Linked DNA regions of Zea mays: region 1 is linked to region 2. Evidence: chromatin contacts called from public Hi-C data. All regions are on one chromosome and are shown on one strand. The core of a region is the stretch at or near the end of the contact, and the rest is flanking DNA. Distances in the headings are between cores, read along the strand shown. Region 1 has its middle 51 kb from the start of LOC100191563. Region 2 holds the start of LOC100191563 (GATA transcription factor 20).

Evidence for each region. A called contact is a pair of places that touch in the nucleus more often than the background predicts.
Region 1: a Hi-C map of leaf shows a contact between it and region 2, with 4 times the contacts expected there. The contact joins the enhancer-like site here to the promoter of LOC100191563 in region 2. A contact is called at or near these places in 4 of 25 Hi-C or Micro-C datasets (bundle sheath and leaf).

What each region holds. Positions count from the first base shown.
Region 1 is chr9:85,475,250-85,479,047 of Zm-B73-REFERENCE-NAM-5.0, forward strand. No RefSeq gene overlaps it. Among protein-coding and RNA genes, the nearest start is that of LOC100191563, 51 kb to the left of the region's middle. Within about 2 kb of position 1,367, at least 12 of the 20 cell types and tissues checked have an H3K27ac peak or open chromatin away from gene starts, as enhancers often do. A contact at or near this core is called in bundle sheath and leaf, where this site is marked.
Region 2 is chr9:85,424,206-85,427,961 of Zm-B73-REFERENCE-NAM-5.0, forward strand. LOC100191563 (GATA transcription factor 20) reads left to right here and starts at 1,592. Exons shown (of 3, transcript NM_001136993.1): 1 at 1,592-1,837; 2 at 1,963-2,319; 3 at 2,416-3,533. The coding sequence starts at 1,595. The coding sequence ends at 2,928.

The DNA of each region.
Region 1 (3,798 bases), core at 117-2,616, 51 kb after region 2:
GTTGTCTTTCATAAACGGAAAGATTCATGTGCTGATAGCCTTGATGATGATTCTAGTTGATAGGGGTAGGTTATCTAAGTGGCCAGGAGGAAAAAAGAAATGGTATTATGTTTTGTTAGTGATTTCATCTAGTAGGGAGAAATGAGTTGTGCGATTATACCGACAACATCCTCATATGTTACAATCTATACTACAACCAAAGCAAAAGAAGATCCAATCTACTAGGCATATCGCCTATATGCAAATACCATCCATATCAAAAGTTGTGCATGACTTAGCTCTGATACAACTAAAAGAAAACGTGTACACTATACACTAGCATATCTACCATGTTCAAGTTAGCATATGAGTAGAGGACCCTGGATTGTTACTACTAGACACGCAGCACAGCGGAACAAGAAGGCATCGATGTATAGAAGTAGTTGAATGTCCTCGTGTACCAGTAGCCGCAGCACATTCACTCGTGCTCCTCAAATCAATCTCTAATCAACAATACCGCAACAATTGCAACATCTTTATTATATCCATATATACGAAGAGGAAACATCGTGAGGTCGGTGTGCTAGTACCGTGTGCGTAGCGAGAAATTGTCAAGATACCTTAAACACCCGCAATATTAGTGAGAGAGACAACTACGGCTAAAATGATTCTCGACCTCTTCCTATATATAGGAGATGTTTGGTTTGAAGAATCAATCCATTCTAGATCGATGAGATGGTGCATCATGAGTCCATTCCATATATTTGGTGGAATGAACTCATTCCTTATATTATTACTAATTATTAACCAATGATAAATGAAATGGTGATGAATCAATTTATTATATTCCTCAAACCAAACAAGAAAGTGAGAAGATGATGGACTACCTCGTTGCTCAAACCAAACAAACTAACAGTTTTTTTTGCTAATAGGCTTTTAACTTAAAAAATTATTAGGGCATATATTAAGAATGCTGGTGCTCCAGCACGTGGTATCAAACGATTGACTGCTAGGTTCAGAAACAGGTCCTAGAGTATGCATGAGTCATGCTGACGTGGCTCTACGCTAGGCATCTATATAGATCTTGCTGCGCCTCGTTTGCCACTGGATTGAGATAAGAGTACGATTAAACCGTGCTGGAAAGACGAAATAGAAGGTCAAGGAAGCTCGCGAGAAATATCTGACGGAACGTCTGAACACGATCGCCTGACAGGACAGGGCGCACATCCTCTTTCTGAAACCTAGAGGCCTCTCAAGAGCCAACAAGTCCAGCCGGCTAGCTGAAGCGTCGAAATTCGAAAAGGCGGGTGATGTCCTCTTGCATGCTGCGACGGCCGGCTGGTGGATGGCCACGCCAGCGGCCGCTCGCGGCTGGATCCCGATGCCTCCAAGACAACACACGCGCACGCACGGCCCCGGGCGCCGCGCGCGCGCCTGGCTATTGGCCGTGCACAAACAGACTCCCGTCGCGCCGGCCGGGCTTATTTCGCCGTGGGCTTTTTATGTGGACGTAGCTGCCGCCTGAGATTCCTCCGCGGCGCCGGCAGCTAGCTAGCTAGCGAGGCGACATGGACGACGCGGCACCGCACGATTGTGCGACGGACGCGCGGGCCAGAGGTGGACTGGCCTTATTGGTCTCCGTACGTCTCCGTCGCTGTAGCTGCCTCGTCGGCACGTCGCCGTCGTGGTGGTGTGATTGTTAATCGATGATACGCGCGGCCTGTCGTGACGGCTTGTTGATTCGATGGATCCAACGGGCAAAGGATCAAGATAGTTTCGGCGAGAAACGGAACGGGGTGAACACACTGAACTCATCGTCGATTCGTCGTCTTGGATCCTCAGTACAGCTGCCTTATCCGCAGCACAGAATCCTTATCTGCGCTTTCTTGCATGGTTTGCATTTCGTTCTGGTTCACTCACTCTGCACGGTCGTAATTAATTGCCCGCTTTACATCTGAATGAGAGCTTAACTCCATTCACAATGATCGCAACAACTCCTCACTTTAACCTCAACACAAGTGTTCTATCAGTATCACTCAATTGGATATATAGCTATCTTTAAGCACACAACTGATGTGACCATACCAATATTGTCAACCTTGCCGACCATTCTTATTGAACCTATCACTCGAAGCCAAACAAAAACGATAAAATAAAAGGTGCATGCGTTACTTTATTAATTTTAATTAAACACTAATAAGAACTTTATGCTACCTAAGTCGTGTATGTTGATATTGCTTAAGTCAGTCAGTCCGACGCGACAGAATCGTCCAGAAGAAACAGTCATATCTTTTGATCTCCAAAAGATATGAATGCCTATAAGTACTTTTTGGAAAGATCTTGAAGTCTAGTTTCCAATGCTTTTGAGGCCGACTTAATCAAATCTACCAGCAAGGTGGCTGACCTATGGTCAGAAGGTCAACAGTCTGCTTGATGACCAAGTTTAAGTATTAAACTGCATCATTCTACGAAGTTTCATGAGGCATGCTATAAATGGTGATAAAGCTTATCAAGTCAGCTTTCCAACGCATGCAGCCCCACGCCATTTGGAGACTCCTAGAAGAAGTTATTATCAAAATATTGAAGGTTGCGCAGAAGTCAAACAACCATGCAGAATTCAGCTCTGGAGATCTTACGAAGAGGCCCCTTCACATTAGCACGTTAAATATTTTCTTTTCGTGTTTATACCTATCTAAGGTGGTTGTTGCTAGTATAAATACCCCCTATGTCTATGATGTAAAACAACTTTTGATAACCTTTGATGATTTGATAATCCAAGTGATTAGCGCAGCCGAGATGCTGAGTGCTTACTCTACCCTTGTTCTTCCTTGTTCTTCCTAGATTTGTGAAGAGAATCCTCTGGGATCCACTAGTTTGTGCCTCTCGAGTTCCAGTATGGCTGCCTCACATTGTGTGGCTTAGTTCTGGTTGTGCTTCTGCGGCCGTTTGGAGATCGAGTCGAAGTCTACATGGTTTTGGTGTCTCTCTCCCTGTCGCTTGGTCACCTCCGACCTTGATCAGGTATAAAGTCAATTACCCACTATTCTTCAACAAATTTACCCTGTTATTATGTTACCTTTATAGCCAACTATCCTATTTATCGACCTACTGCCGTGAAGATCGGGGCACCCTAGTGCCGAATATAACTCGGTACCTATCATCGGGTATCAAAGCTTTCGTTGTCACAATAGGTCTTACTATCATCCATATATCTATCCTAGTGTTCATCTGTCTTATATTTTGTTTTGTCCTATAGTCCAAAGCCACACAAAAAACCTATAGCCCTTTGGCGGTACTGTTACCTTGTGTCATTTGTGCTCCTCAAGTTGCTAGTTACCACCATCGTATTCATATTGTTTCATTGCATTTGATCTCTGCACCCCATTAGTGTTATAAAAAAGAGAGAAAGAGAAAAAAAGAAGAGAAATAAGTCAAAAAGGAAGTGAAAAGAAAAATTGAAAGGGGATTGTGTTGCAATGTGTTGCTGAGTATACATTGATTCAGTGATAATCTTTCTAGCAACAATATCATATCTTTTTAGCACATCAACACACTTGGTTAACAGTACCATATCCCACCTTGTCCAGCCTCCTATAGATCCACTAAAAATCTGAACCGGGACATTCGACTTGTGATCCTTTCGACTGCTCTACCACCTCTGTCGAAGCTGTCACACTGGCACCATCATGGTCCTAGAGACTAGGAAAGATCTTGGGTAAGTAAGAGGTGAGATCAAGTGTTCTACAAATACTTTCATATTCTACTTTCTCTTGCTTCCCTCTAACATGATAGGATCTAATTCGAGTGTTCACGCTGGAA
Region 2 (3,756 bases), core at 342-2,841:
TTATAAACTTCCTTTACAGCAATTTCAACAAGGAAGCCCGGAGAACTTGACTGAAGGTGCATTGTATGGCATAGTTGAGGACCTGTGCACATTCATATTGAAAGAGGTCATTCCCACAGAAGGGAAATATCACGATGCTTCCGGAACATTAGCTTTGCCAGAGTTTAGAATACTAACAGAAATTAGTAGACTATCTCTTAGCCGAGATAGTTATTAGAGCTTAAGTGAAAACTTTGATGTATATAATGTGTGATGCATACATGGTTGTAAACAAGACTTTGATGTATATAAATGTATGATAGAATTTAATTCCATGTTGCTTTTAATATCAATATATATATATATATATATATATATATATATATATATGTTTTGTGTGTGTAAATATATATAAATTTAAAAAAGGCGGGAAAACTTTCCACTAGCGGCTAAATAAAACAAACCGCCAGTGGAAATGCTATTTTCACTGGCGGTTTTCTTTATAAAACCGCCAGTGAAAATAGCATTTCCACTGGCGGTTGCTAAAGAAAACCGCCAGTGAAAATAGAATTTCCACTGGCGGTTCTAGAATAACCGCCAGTGGAAATGACGATTTCCACTGGCCCCTAGCACTGGCGGCATTGAAAAGCGTCAGTGAAAACGTCTCTAGAACCGCCACTATAGAGGCTGTGTGTACTAGTGTTAAATGGTGCTTTTAGAGTTTCCTCAAATACTTTATCTTTTGTGGTTGGTGTGATAGACTTGGGTGGAGTGATTTTAGTGGATGGTTTCTCACTTGGTTCCAGACTGCTGCACTCACCAATCTTGCCAAGCCAAGACCCCATTTGCCCCGATCACAATTGTCTCCTGTGTCGAATGAGATCGCCTAGGAATAACTTGTGTTTGTACTGCAGCCGACGTATTTTAGGCCCGATTTGGCATAGCTAAGCTTCACCATTATTGAAGCTATTATGTTTTGGAAAACAGCTTCACAAGTAGATTTCTCGATGAAGACGAACTGCTTTGGAAAAACTGTTCGGCGAAACAGCTTAATAATGTGTGGTTGAGAGAAGAAAATGAGTGAGAAAGCTATGAAAATCTACTTTTTTTCATCTTCACCTCCCTTGATTTCTTTGTGATAGCATAAAAAACAAGCTTCATCCGTGAAACAGCAGTTTTGTAAAAAAATTGTTTGGCAAAAAATAGCTCACAATATCGCATGAAATTGTTGCTATAACTGCGCTAACGTAGCTTTACTGTTCCCCTCCGATGTAGCTAGCGCATCTATTGTTTGCTCTCCACATCTCTCTCGTGCGTGTGTCCATGAAAAGGATCACACACGAATGATCTACACAGCCTAGGGAGCTCTCTCCTTTGTCTCTTTATAAAAGGGACATGCCTCTCCCTTCCGTGCATGATCGCTACCTCGCTTTCCCTCTTGATCCCTGGCTGCAAATTGCCATTCCGACATAATAACCACTGCACCAGCCGCTTCGGTTCGCCTCTTCCTACTCTCCATATATCTCATCCTGATCTTCACTCATCACCTAACCATACGAGATCTGCATATATAGCTCCATCAGATCTTGAGCGCAAATTCCTCTCAGTGCATCCCATGTCTGCCATCTACATGAGCCAGCTCTCCACTGCCCTCCCTCTCATGGAGGGAGATCACCAAGATCATCATCACCACCACCAAGGCCACTTCCAGGCCTTCACCCTGCCAAAGGAAACACCGATCCTTTTCCCCTTTGTGATCAGCAATAGTAGCGCCAGCGAAGGCAGTTTGAGCTATGGATCGGCTGCAGACCATCACTTGTTGAGGCAGCGTCATCAAGCTATGCTGGAGCCCCAACATGTACGTGCTAGCTACTGAACTGTACATGTGTTCAATTCCCCAATCATATCCCATGTGTAAAAAATCACAGATTTGATTTCCTTGTTAATTTTGTCACTCATGCCCTTTTCGACTATATACCTCAGATGATTGGAGGATCATCAACTGCGACTGGGAATAGTGTCTTCTCGACGCCGTTCCCGACCGTGGAGAGCATCCGCGACGACATGATCGAGCCTGCCTCGTACGATCCATACGATATGGGGAAGCTGCAGGTCGGCGGGTCGATGGATGCTTGCAGCTGGACGCCGGCGGCAGCCAAGATGAGGATCACGAGGAAGGCCACTGCCGATCCCAGTGCGGGGAAGAAGCCAAGGAGAAGGGCGCAAGCAGGGTACGACGACACCATGAGCGGCCAACCGAATTTGGGTGTTATTAGGGTGTGCTCCGACTGCAACACCACCAAGACACCCTTGTGGAGGAGTGGTCCTTGCGGCCCCAAGGTATCCTACCTTGTTTTCTGCCTCTAAGTCCAATCAAATTCGTGATCTTTGCAAGCCCGGCCCATGACCATGCGTATCTTGTTTTGCATGGCGCAGTCGCTCTGCAACGCGTGCGGTATCAGGCAGCGGAAGGCGAGGCGGGCGATGATGGCCGCCGCCTCCGGCTCGGTGTCAGCAGTTCCCACTGACAGCGGCAAGGCCTCGCCCAGCAACGCCGCCGTGGCCGCAGCAGCAGCACACCCCAAGGTGAAGAAGGAGAAGAGAGTGGACGTGGACCGGTCGCTGCCGTTCAAGAAACGGTGCAAGGTGGTCCAGCAAGGTCACGGTGCGGCCGTCGTCGTTGCAGCTCCTGCTGCTGCCACCGACAGCGCGACTGTCGTGCAGGCCACCGCCGAGGATGGTGATGACGACACCTGTCCGAGCAGGGATCTGCTTGTCGACGACATTGGTGGGCTCATCAGCTGGAGCAGGAGTCCGGCGGCACCCGCCTCAGCGGCTGCGGCCACCTGCAGCTTCCGGGCGTCGCCGGCGTTGCCCGTGCAGCAGGACGAGATCACGGACGCTGCCATGCTGCTGATGACGCTGTCCTGCGGGCTTGTCCGGAGCTGATCCACGATCTGCTACCTCTACGAAGGACGACCCAGCGCACCGTAGGCTTTTCCCAGCTAGCAGCTAGCTTGTGCCTTTGACTGTTAGCTAGCGTTACTGTTACTGCTGTTACCATCGTCGTCTACCGTAATACCTGTAGTGCTTTTGTTTAGCTTCTTGTTGCTAGTGTGACCACCCTTGTCACTGTTCAAGTCATGTGATTCGTTCGATGAGTGAGAGAGAGAGAAGAGGTCTAGTTGAGATGATAGGAGCGACAAGAGCACCGTCTCTAGCTACAATAGCTAGTAAATATAATCGCATGTAGTGTGAGGAGTTTCAGTTTTGAGTGTGTACAAGTTCTTTAATTCCGATCCTGTGGCTATAATCTGGTCGCTGGCTGCTGCTACATATTTTTTTATTCTTCCTTTTGCTTGAGTTTCTTTTAAGGAACCTAAAAGTGTAATGGGAATGTTTTGAGACATACCGTCATACCGACGATGCAAGGTGTCGTGCTTGTCTTCCTGGCTACTCGTTCATGGCTTTTGTTTCTGATGCTTCTGTCAGTATGCATACAACATTCTTGTACGTACGTAGTCTCCATTTCAAAATATGATGTGCCTTGATCTAAGCTAAAGTATGTAAAGTTTCGGTCTCCATTTCATTTCACCGGTTCTCATACATCATTCTTACAGTCTTCTTTATCCTATGTCATCGGATCTGAAGAGCTTTGGTATCCTTTATTGACATGCGCATCAATCAAAATAGGGTTCACTTACGTTCCTGATGTCTAGGGGATCGATAAACCAAAACTATACAAATTTAATTTGACTTATATGAATCTATATCTAG